2 separate regions of the Mus musculus genome follow, and region 1 is linked to region 2. Evidence: chromatin contacts called from public promoter capture Hi-C data. All regions are on one chromosome and are shown on one strand. Each heading gives the region's core, a stretch centred on a gene start, on an enhancer-like site or on the middle of the called end of the contact. The rest is flanking DNA. Distances are from core to core; before and after follow the strand shown. Region 1 overlaps Rasgrp3 (RAS, guanyl releasing protein 3). Region 2 overlaps Birc6 (baculoviral IAP repeat-containing 6).

Region 1 (5,052 bases), core at 1,804-4,303, 850 kb before region 2:
TTTTCTTAATACAGCATGGTCTGTTGACTAATTGTCTTCGCCATGTTGAATGAATTTATAGTTTCAGCATATTCTGACATTTCATGTGCACGCCAGTTTACTATGGGTGAGCAGAGTATGATTCTTGGGGGACAGGGCCCACTTTATAGACCCTTGCAACCTTCACATCTTGGATTGCCACCCCTCTTTTTTTCTTTGATACTGTCAAGAGTCTGTTTTTAGCACAGGTGAGAATCTAATTCTCCCCTCTACAAGTCCTCCCTGGGTTTGAGCCCCGGCTCTGCCTTGGACAATGAGGCAACCCTGCACTGCACTGCTATGTAAATATAGGCAACAGTTACAGGTCCCATGCGTATCACTGCCATACAGACATGACCTTGTTACATTTCAGAGTTCTATTTGGGTTTTATGCAGGGTGAAACAGGTGTGTGGGGCGGGGGGAAGAAATCATCTTTCCTGGTTCATATAACTAGCCAGTAGTAACTCTAAAAGGAATACATACATCTTGATTTCTGATCACAGTGCTTTTGAAGTCATGAGGCTATTACCAGAGCTACAAGCCCATATCAGCACACTCAGCCTCCTCCTCCTCCTCCTGAGGGTAGTCATGGATTCACAGCACTGACCTCACCACCCTGCTTGGCTTCATCTTGCCCATCATCCTGGTCAGGTTCAAATGCAGTGCCTCGATCTACAACATCCACACCAGCTTGTACCGTGGGCTTCTCGTTTTCCCACTTGGCAAAGCCCTTGTCCTTTGCTGCTTTGTCATGGAACTTGGATTTCATTTTGGGGAAGGTATGGGACCCTGAGTCTCCCCAGACAGCCTCTGACCACACAGGTTCCGTCTGGGTGGCTTGACTAGTGGTGGCTCTCTGCAGCCTCACGGAGATCTTCCGGGAAGATCCTGTAACCAGGGTAATGGCTCTGCTGTCCAGGTCTCGGTGTCCAGCCGTGACCCCAGGAAACTCAAATACCTCATCCTGCACTAGAAGGGAAAAAAAAGAGTGATTATTATTTGACATTGGTCTGTCCAGGAGCAAACCATCGCTGTTAGTACAGACACCAGGAATCTGATATGCAGGGTTCCAGAGGACCAGATCAAAAAGCAACAGAATGAAGGGTTTAGCATCCAGAGCAATCTACAGAAGGGAGTGCCCTTGTGTTTGTATGATTCAGACCCTAAGTAGATGCAGAAAACAAATCAAGGACAGGTATGGAGAGGTGCTTTAAAAAAACACTGCGGGGTGGGGTGGGAGGGGTTGTGAAGAACACAGAGAGCCTTACCTGGGGGCAAGGCTGGGCTTCCAGGCAGTGACCCGGGGTTGCTGCTCAAGGAGGGTGCCCTGGCAAGTCTCCTGCAGGCCAGAACCAAGAGGTCTTTGCACTGCTTGTGGCAGTTGGCTCCACAGTCTAAAAAGAACCCAAATTAGCACAAATGAGTGTGAACCGTGTGTCTGACTCAGCTTCCAGAGTGGAAACAGCTGCTAGCCTTGCCAGCCTTGCTGGCCTTGCAGACCCCCTTCTGAATTTCAGGGATGAATCTAGGAAGCCATTGTTGGGGGCACAGATTAACTCTTTAGCTTCTATTGTCCCAAGAGACCAAAGTTCTCAGTGAGGCCAAGACTATTTATGGTTTAATTAGACCGATTTGATTCCTACCCAAAATATCCATCGCATCCCAGGTATTTACCTTTGCACTTGTAGCCTTGTTTGATTATGCCCCAGAGCTGAAACAGAAGATGAGGCAATGTCAGTGGATGGGAAGAGACGTCTAGAAGGAAAACAAGTCAACAGAGAAAAAAGTCCTGGGAAGGCCAACAACTGGTGGCTCACAAACAGGATGGAGCTGCTCTAGACACCCTTCCTGTCGGAGAGGAGCCTCTCCCATCCCCCCAACCCCCAGCTGTGATGTTAACTTCCCTTTTCTTTCTTGGAGCCAAATGGTAGATGGGATGGGAAATTAAAGTTGGTAAATTGGTATGTTGGTTCCCCTTTGGTGATGTACTTTCAAGCCAAATATGTAGGAATTGACCAGTAGGTCTTCCTGTCTTTCTCATTAATGATACTGACAGCTTTTGCCACCTTCTGCAGGGAAGGAAACAATATAAGCAAATTACTAATTTGGATTTTGCCAGGTAAAAAAGGGGCACATGTGCTTGCACTGTGTCTGTGGCAGGGCTGTGGGGGCTGTCAAAAAGGCTCTGACGCTGCCAAACAAGGATATGGTTGCTTCCACGAAGTTAGTAAGTATGAAGCCACTGCTAACCAAAGGTTCCAGGGAGCATTGTGATGGATTTAGTTGCTGCACAAGACCCCAACACACAGGATTAAACATCAGAAAACAATCACTCATACGAACGCTCCATTCTACAGTGCTGAAATTAAGCTTTTTATCAGGCCTTTCCCGGAACCAGGAGAAGCAACAACTTAATTCTTCCCAAATGGCCAGTTTCAATTTTCTACCTACACCTTAATTCATAAGAAGGAAAGGTGAAGGGACTCATGCAATCAGTTCTCCTTTTCTGTTTAGACAGGACTGCATGATGTAGCCCAAGATGGTCTTGAACTTCCAATCCTCCTGCCTCACCCTCCCAAGTGTTGATGTTATTATAAGCATGTACCACTACACCTGGCTATTTTTCTATTGTTCTCTCCCCACCTTCATGCACAGGGAGGGACCAATCTGCTATTGCTTAGGCTTCTCTCTGTCTATAAAATCAACCTCTGCCACCAGGTTCATTGGAAAACATACCCTGTTTTGTTGAATTACGTGTTGCCTGGTTTTAGAATCTAAAACAGTGATAGCTAGGATCTTTAACCGAAACTATAATTTTGTTCTTTGACATGACAAATGCCTCAGGTTGGATGAGGAGTGTTTTTGCAAGCTGTTTTGGCCACAGTCTTGGTTGTGGTGTAACATCTTGGCAGAAATGAAGACATTCTAAAGAGTCCCGTGTTCCCTTCCCTTTATCCCTCAAGCTATTGAATGAAGCAATGGTCCCCAGGGAACTGGAGCTTCCAGCAAGCTCATGCCTGGAGACAAAGAGGCTGAAGTCCCAGACCAGCAAGAGGAGGGGCATCTCTCTCTGAGAGAGAGTTCCCACAATCCTGACAGCTTCTCGGGCCACCTTGCAAAAGAGACTGGAGCTGAGACAAGGCTGGGTCAAAATCGGGCCAAACCACACTTCAACAAAGACTTCCTGGTCGTAGATCATACCTGCTCTAGTTAAGCACAAACCTGGAGTGTCAGAACTCAGAAGACTAGATGGAGTCGTGCAGCACCTCTTTATTTGTCGCTATTGGCATTCCTTCTAGGCTCTGCCCCACCGTTACCTGGCAACAGCCAGGTGTGCCTGACACACCATAAAAGGGGCTGCTTGCCCCCCCTCCTCCCTCTCTTTTCTTGCTCCTCTCCCTCCTACCCTCTTAACCCCTCGGTCCCCTCTCCTCATTCCCCTCCCCCTCTCCACCTGCTCATGGCCAGCCTCTCCTCCTCCTCCTCTTCCTCCTCCTCCTCCTCCTCCTTCTTCTTCTTCTTCTCTCTCTCTCTCTCTCTCTCTCTCTCTCTCTCTCTCTCTCTCTCTCTCTCCCTCTCTCTCTCTCTCTCTCTCTCTCTCTCTCTCTCTCTCTCCTGCCCCTCAACTCCCATCCATGCCCTAGATAAACTCTATTCTATAATTCTATTCGATACTTTCCTGTGGCTGGTACCTCAGGGGGAAGCGATGCCTCAGCTTGGGCTCACAGAAGCACCCCCTTCCCCGACACCATACTGAGCCTCCACCAAACATATCCCTAGCTTCTTTTTCTCTTTTTAAAAAAACACAGCAGTCCCTCTTCCCAACATGGCCACATTGAATTGTTTATTTGTCTAGTTGGCATCTTGAAGTCAGGTGGCTAAGCCTAGAGAGGCGTCTGGGTCCCAGGTTCTGACACTAAAAACTCCAGTAAAAGTTGGGACTTTGCCCTCCTGGTATACTGGTGTTTAACACTGTGAGAAAAGTGTCCTTGCCCAGATCTTCCTTCTACCTTCTCCATAGCCCTAGCCCAGGGCAGCAGGGATGCCAGCACGTTCAGTATTAGGCTTAGCTTAGTTTAGTGGGCTTAGACTGGAAAAACTCTACCTTGGTAATGGATTAGTCTAGGTGCTTGCTGTTTACTTAATACAGTGATGCTGAAAAGGATAGGCCAATGGCCTCAGGAGAGGGAACACTGTTCACAATGCATTATGGTCAACATGTCCTCTGAGTAGGAGCGTCTGGCCCTGATTTTAAAAAATGAAGTAGCTACCAATGTAGAGTGACTAAGAAAGGACGCCCGGGTGGCTGCCCCCTTCCTCTCATGCAAACAAAGAAATCCCATCAGGGGACCCCAGAGATTCTTTTGATCCTTTACAGTCCTTAGGTCTTTCAGTACACATTAAGATGCAAATGCCTTCTGGCGGCATCACAGTTTGCCTCTGGGCAGTAAAGATGTCTTCACACCACTGATAGGTTAGCTCAGGACCACTAAAGACTAAATGGGGGCAGAAAGGGAAAGTGGGCAATCAGGTTAATTATACCTTCTCAAGAGTCTGTGAAATTTTAAATCATCTAGCTGGCTTCTGTCATGTAAGAGGTGAAGATGACTGTTAGCGTTCTATCTAAACTCCACCCCACAGTTACCTGGCAACAGTCAGGTAGGCCTGACTCACTATAAAAGGGGCTGCTTGCCCCCCCCCTTCCCCCTCTCTCCACATGCTCATGGCCAGTCTCTATTCTTCTCCTCTACTTCTCTCTGCCATTCTCTGCCTCTACTACCCTCCTAACTCCCCTCCCCATGCCCTGAATAAACTCTATTCTATACTGTACCGCCATCTTCATGTGGCTGGTCCCTCTGATTGATTGATTGATTGATTGATTGATTGATTGATTGATTTTTCAAGACAGGGTTTCTCTGTGTAGCCCTGGCTGTCCTGGAACTCACTTTGTAGACCAAGCTGGCCTCGAATTCAGAAATCCACCTGCTTCTGCCTCCTGACTGCTTGGGATTAAAGGCGTGCGCCACCATACC
Region 2 (4,658 bases), core at 837-3,336:
CTCTCGGGAGACGCCTGGGCTTCCCCATTGACAGCACCACTCATGGGGTTTATGTAACTCGCAAGGACCTGCATTGCAGACAAGAAATTGGAGTTCAGCTTTATACACTTCAGTGATGTGTTTCATAACTAGACACTTGATCTCAGCACACTCAAGAGCATCTGGTTTTTACTTAGCCAATGTTGACACTCTTTCTGATTGTGTACTTTTCATTTTGGAGATAGCTTTTCCACATAAGGCCCTGACAAACCTCAAGGTTGGGTTTCTCGACTGAGAGGGTGGCCTTGGATTTTTATCCCTCAACTTTGTGTGCTGGGATTATAGGCCTGAGATATCAAACACGGCTAAAAAAGGACATTTCCACTTAACTTTTCAGAAGGGAAGGGACTGTTTGCTGAGGGTTGCTTACACAGGACAATAGCTCTCTATGTAACTGAAAGAGGAGCGCCCTGAGGACAGAGCAGCACACGAGCGCAGTAAGCCGTGACTAACAGAGCAGTGACTGGACAGTGACTGACAGACACGGGAGCATCACCACTGTCGCCTTTGGATTTCTCTTTCTGGGGAACTCAGGAGGCTCCCGTGGCCTCCACTTGGCCATGTGGGTCACCGTGACCTGAGATTCAGATGCTCGCTCGCAGTGTCACTTTAATGCGGTGCCGAGGACTGAATCCAGAGGGCCCATGAATGCTAGGCACACACGCTACTACGCTGCACTCCAAGTCCTCACTGCACTGATTCAGTCTGAGAGTGCTGGGACCTCAGAATTTATACTACAACGAGCATGCCATCTTAAAACTGCAAAGTAACACTTCAAAATGGCGGCAATTTCATTTATTTCTATGATATAAAGATGTCCCCTCCTATTTTCAACTTGCTTGATTGTGGAATCACTATAGAACAATTTGAACTGAGAGTGAGCTACAGGTACAGTTTAGCGGTGAGAGGTCCCAGTGCAGAATGGAGTACGAATACTGGGTTGTAAGCACAGGTCAGAGGCTTTACATTAAAACAAAGGCTAGCTAGCAGATGTTATGTTTCTAGAGAACATCTTGAAATCAAAGGATAATTGTATCTGAGGTGAGAAGCTAATTGAGGGGAATATATTTAGAATTACAAGCATAAAAGACCATTCTTTAAACCATGGCATTTATACTGTATTTGGAGAAGAAAGCAAAAGCAAGCCTAAGAATGCTGGAGCACATCTGTCATGATTACACTTGGAGGTGAAGAAAGGAAGATCAGAGTTCAAGGGCAGCCTAGAAAACATGAAACATCTCAGCAAAAAGAAAAAAGACAAAATACTTAATGAACTGAGTAAATCATCAGTACTGATAACAACCGACTCACAAGCGTACCTGCAAAAGGCAGGTCACATGCTCCTCTTCTAGCCTCTGTTTAGTTAAGGCTTGTTCCACGTCCCATCCTGATGCCGTGGAACCTGTGCCAAAGCCAGTCCCTTTGGCCCAGTACAGCTGCTGTTCTTCTGCTGATGTGGGGTTATGGGAATTTGACACCTGCGGCTTTTAAGAAGAGGAAAATTACTAGTATTTGGTATTATTTGTTTTTTTTTTTAAATTATCATTAGGACTATCCAAAAGATTAACAATATAAAAATCAATTTGGCCATTCATCAAAAAGTTGAAAACTACTTACTGTGACACTCCTAGGCATACACCAAACACAATGAAAACTGGTGCTAAAATAAACATTTGTATACACCCGCACACAGCAGTATTATACACTACAATCCAAGGATAAAAAGATCCCAAATGCTTGCCAATGAATGAATATATTGAACTAATCAAGGGAACACTATCCAGCTGCAAGAAAGTAGACTAATGCATGTTGTATAAAGAAAATTTGGAAAGAACACCAGAGAGACACAGACAGACAGACAGACAGACACAGACACAGACACAGACACAGACACACACACACACACACACACACACACACACACACACACACACACACACGGGTGGGGGAGGGAGGGAAGGAGTAAAGAAGAAGTAGGGAGAGGAGGAGGAGAAGGGGAGGGCAGAGGAGGAGGCAGAGGGAGAAAATAAATGAAAGTGAAAACTACTTAAGGCTCAAAGAATCAATGACTCAAAACCAAATAGAAACAGAAACACAGAAAAGTTTAAGCCAGACCATTTTAGGGCTCCAGTAAAAAACTATCTCAGGAGATTTCTCAATCAAAGGAGAAAGACAACTTCTATTTTTAGAAGGAACATATCAGAATGGCTAAGATCAAGAACTAAAAGGACAGCACATGGGGGTGAAGCAAGGGGAACACTCCTCACTGTTCGGATTAGGAATAGTTCTACCTCAAGACCCAGTATGCCACTCCTGGGCATATACCCAAAAGATGTTCCACCACCCCACAAGGACACTTGCTCAACATGTTCAAAGCAGTTTTATAATAAGTAATAGCCAGAAACTGGAAATAACCTAAATGCCTCTCCACTGAAGAATGGATACAGAAAATGTGGTTTATCTATACAATAGTAGACTACTCAGCCATTAAAAACCAAGGACATCACTTGGGAGGCAGAGGCAGGCAGATTTCTGAGTTCAAGGCCACCCTGGTCTACAGAGTGAGTTCCAGAACAGCCAGGGCTACACAGAGAAACCCTGTCTCGAAAAACCAAAAAAGCAAACAAACAAACAAAAACAAGGACATTATGGATTTCACAGGCAAATGGATGGAACTAGAAAATATCCAGAGTGAAGTATCCAAGACCCCAAAGGACATACATGGTATGTCCTCACTTTTAAGTGCATATTAACCATAAAGTACAGGATAATCATGCCGTAATCAACAGACCCAAACAAGGATGGCCCAAGGGAGGATAGATATCCCAGACGATGGAAAGAGGGGACGGAGAGGGTAGGGAGAGATCATATGTAGGAAGAACAGGGTAGAGGAAAGGGAAGTAGACAGTGGGAGGGCAATCTTTAGGATGTGCCAAAGACCTGAGATGGGAAGAGGTCCACAAGGTCTATAGAGGTGAATCTAGCTAAGACTCCTAGTAGTGGGGCATATAGATCCTGAAGTGGCTGCTTCTTGTAGCCAGGCAGGACTCCCAGTAGAAGGATAAGGACAGCAACCCACCAGAAAGCCTTCGACCCAAAATGTACCCTGCCTACAAGATGTGCAGGGACAGAGATAGAGCAGAGTCTGAGGGAATGGCCAACCAATGACTGCCCCAAATTGAGACCCATCCCATGGGTGAGAACCAATCCCTGACACTATTAATGATACTCTATTAAGCTTGCAGACAGGAACCTAGCATAACTGACTTCTGTCCCAGCAGCCAAAGGAACGAGATGCAGAGACTCATAAACAAACATAAGATGGAGCTCGGGAATCTTACAGAAAAGCTGGGGGCAGGACTGAGACCCAAAATGGAAAAAAGAAAAGGGGAAGGTAGAATGGGGGGAGAACTTACATGAGGGGATACTGTGAGGAGAGAAAGGGCTGATATTGGATTGATAATGAAGTGAATCAATAAATTTTAAAAAACTAAAATGGCATTCTTAGTCAAAAGAGGCACACTACTTCTATTTCTAGAGGTCACATATCTCAATTTTTTGTTGTTGTTCAAATGTGAGTGGACCAGGTATTTATTTCTGTAAGCATATAGATCAGTGGCGACTACAGTGTAACCCTGATAAAGAGACCAAGAAAAGGTCATATTGGTGATAAGGAAGAATAGAAAATCGAAACAGATACAGAAGTCAGGAAGGAAGATACAAAGTTAATGCTGTGCTAGTTTTATTCCTGTCATGGAGTTTTTTCTTTTTTCCTTTTTTTATAGTGGGTAAGTACATAAATATTAATTGAGGGCACAAGTTTAAAACACTAAGCAAAGCTCTTGGGCTTCAGAATGGCGATTCTAATAGAATACAGGTTCACTGAGATGTACAGAGTTCGCACTGGTGGAGTATTTGTCTGAATTAATCTAGTTGTGTAATTTTTTTATTTGTGAGTTCATTACAATAAACTGATTTTTATATTTAAAAAAAATATGAATAAAGAAAGAATGAGACAGTTCAGTGGCTAAAGACACTTGTTGACAAGCCTGACTACCAGAGTTTGACCTCAAGCTGTTACCTGCCCCAAACACATACATACACACACACATAATTTTTTAAATTAAATAATACAAAAACAAATACCTCAAGTATTATGAAAATTGGATAAAACCAAAAAAAATTTAGAAATATAACCTTAACCATAAAGGTTAATTCTTTATTTATGTGGGAAGTAAAATCTTTGTTTAAATTAAACAGAGTATGCACCCTGAAAGCATTTAAAACTAGGTATATTTTTTGTTGCTTTCACTGGAAGTATGTTCTAAGAGAAAATATTAGGTAGAAATAGTTTCTATAAATTGTTAGCTATATCACTGTAGATATATAACTAAGACATTCACTTCTTATAAGGTAGGCAATTAAACAGGCTATTAATACTTCATTGCTAGAGCAAGGTATGATGGTACAGGTAGAGCAGGCAGATCTCTGTGAGTCTGAAACCAGCCTGGTCTACCTGTACCATCATCATACATAGTAAATTCCAGGCCAGCCAAAGTAACATAGTGAGACCTTGTCTTAAAAACAAAAAACCTCCTTGCTGTATAAATAATTACTAG

The links. Promoter capture Hi-C pulls out the DNA fragments that hold promoters and counts their contacts.
Region 1: a promoter capture Hi-C map of the 3T3-L1 cell line shows a contact between it and region 2, with 4 times the contacts expected there. The contact joins two enhancer-like sites. A contact is called at or near these places in 8 of 39 promoter capture datasets (the 3T3-L1 cell line, the HPC-7 cell line, cranial neural crest and 4 more), 18 of 484 Hi-C or Micro-C datasets (the HPC-7 cell line, LSK cells, adipose-derived mesenchymal stem cells and 11 more) and 1 of 115 datasets of contacts at active chromatin or transcription factors (astrocytes).

The regions. Positions count from the first base shown.
Region 1 is chr17:75,520,827-75,525,878 of GRCm38.p6, reverse strand. It overlaps Rasgrp3 (RAS, guanyl releasing protein 3), which reads right to left. Exons shown (of 17, transcript NM_001166493.1): 14 at 1,694-1,730; 15 at 1,288-1,413; 16 at 627-988. Among named protein-coding and RNA genes, the nearest start is that of Fam98a, 29 kb to the left of the region's middle. Within about 2 kb of position 3,053, at least 43 of the 459 cell types and tissues checked have an H3K27ac peak or open chromatin away from gene starts, as enhancers often do.
Region 2 is chr17:74,665,624-74,670,281 of GRCm38.p6, reverse strand. It overlaps Birc6 (baculoviral IAP repeat-containing 6), which reads right to left. Exons shown (of 73, transcript NM_007566.3): 63 at 1,359-1,523; 64 at 1-68. Among named protein-coding and RNA genes, the nearest start is that of Ttc27, 50 kb to the left of the region's middle. Within about 2 kb of position 2,086, at least 24 of the 459 cell types and tissues checked have an H3K27ac peak or open chromatin away from gene starts, as enhancers often do.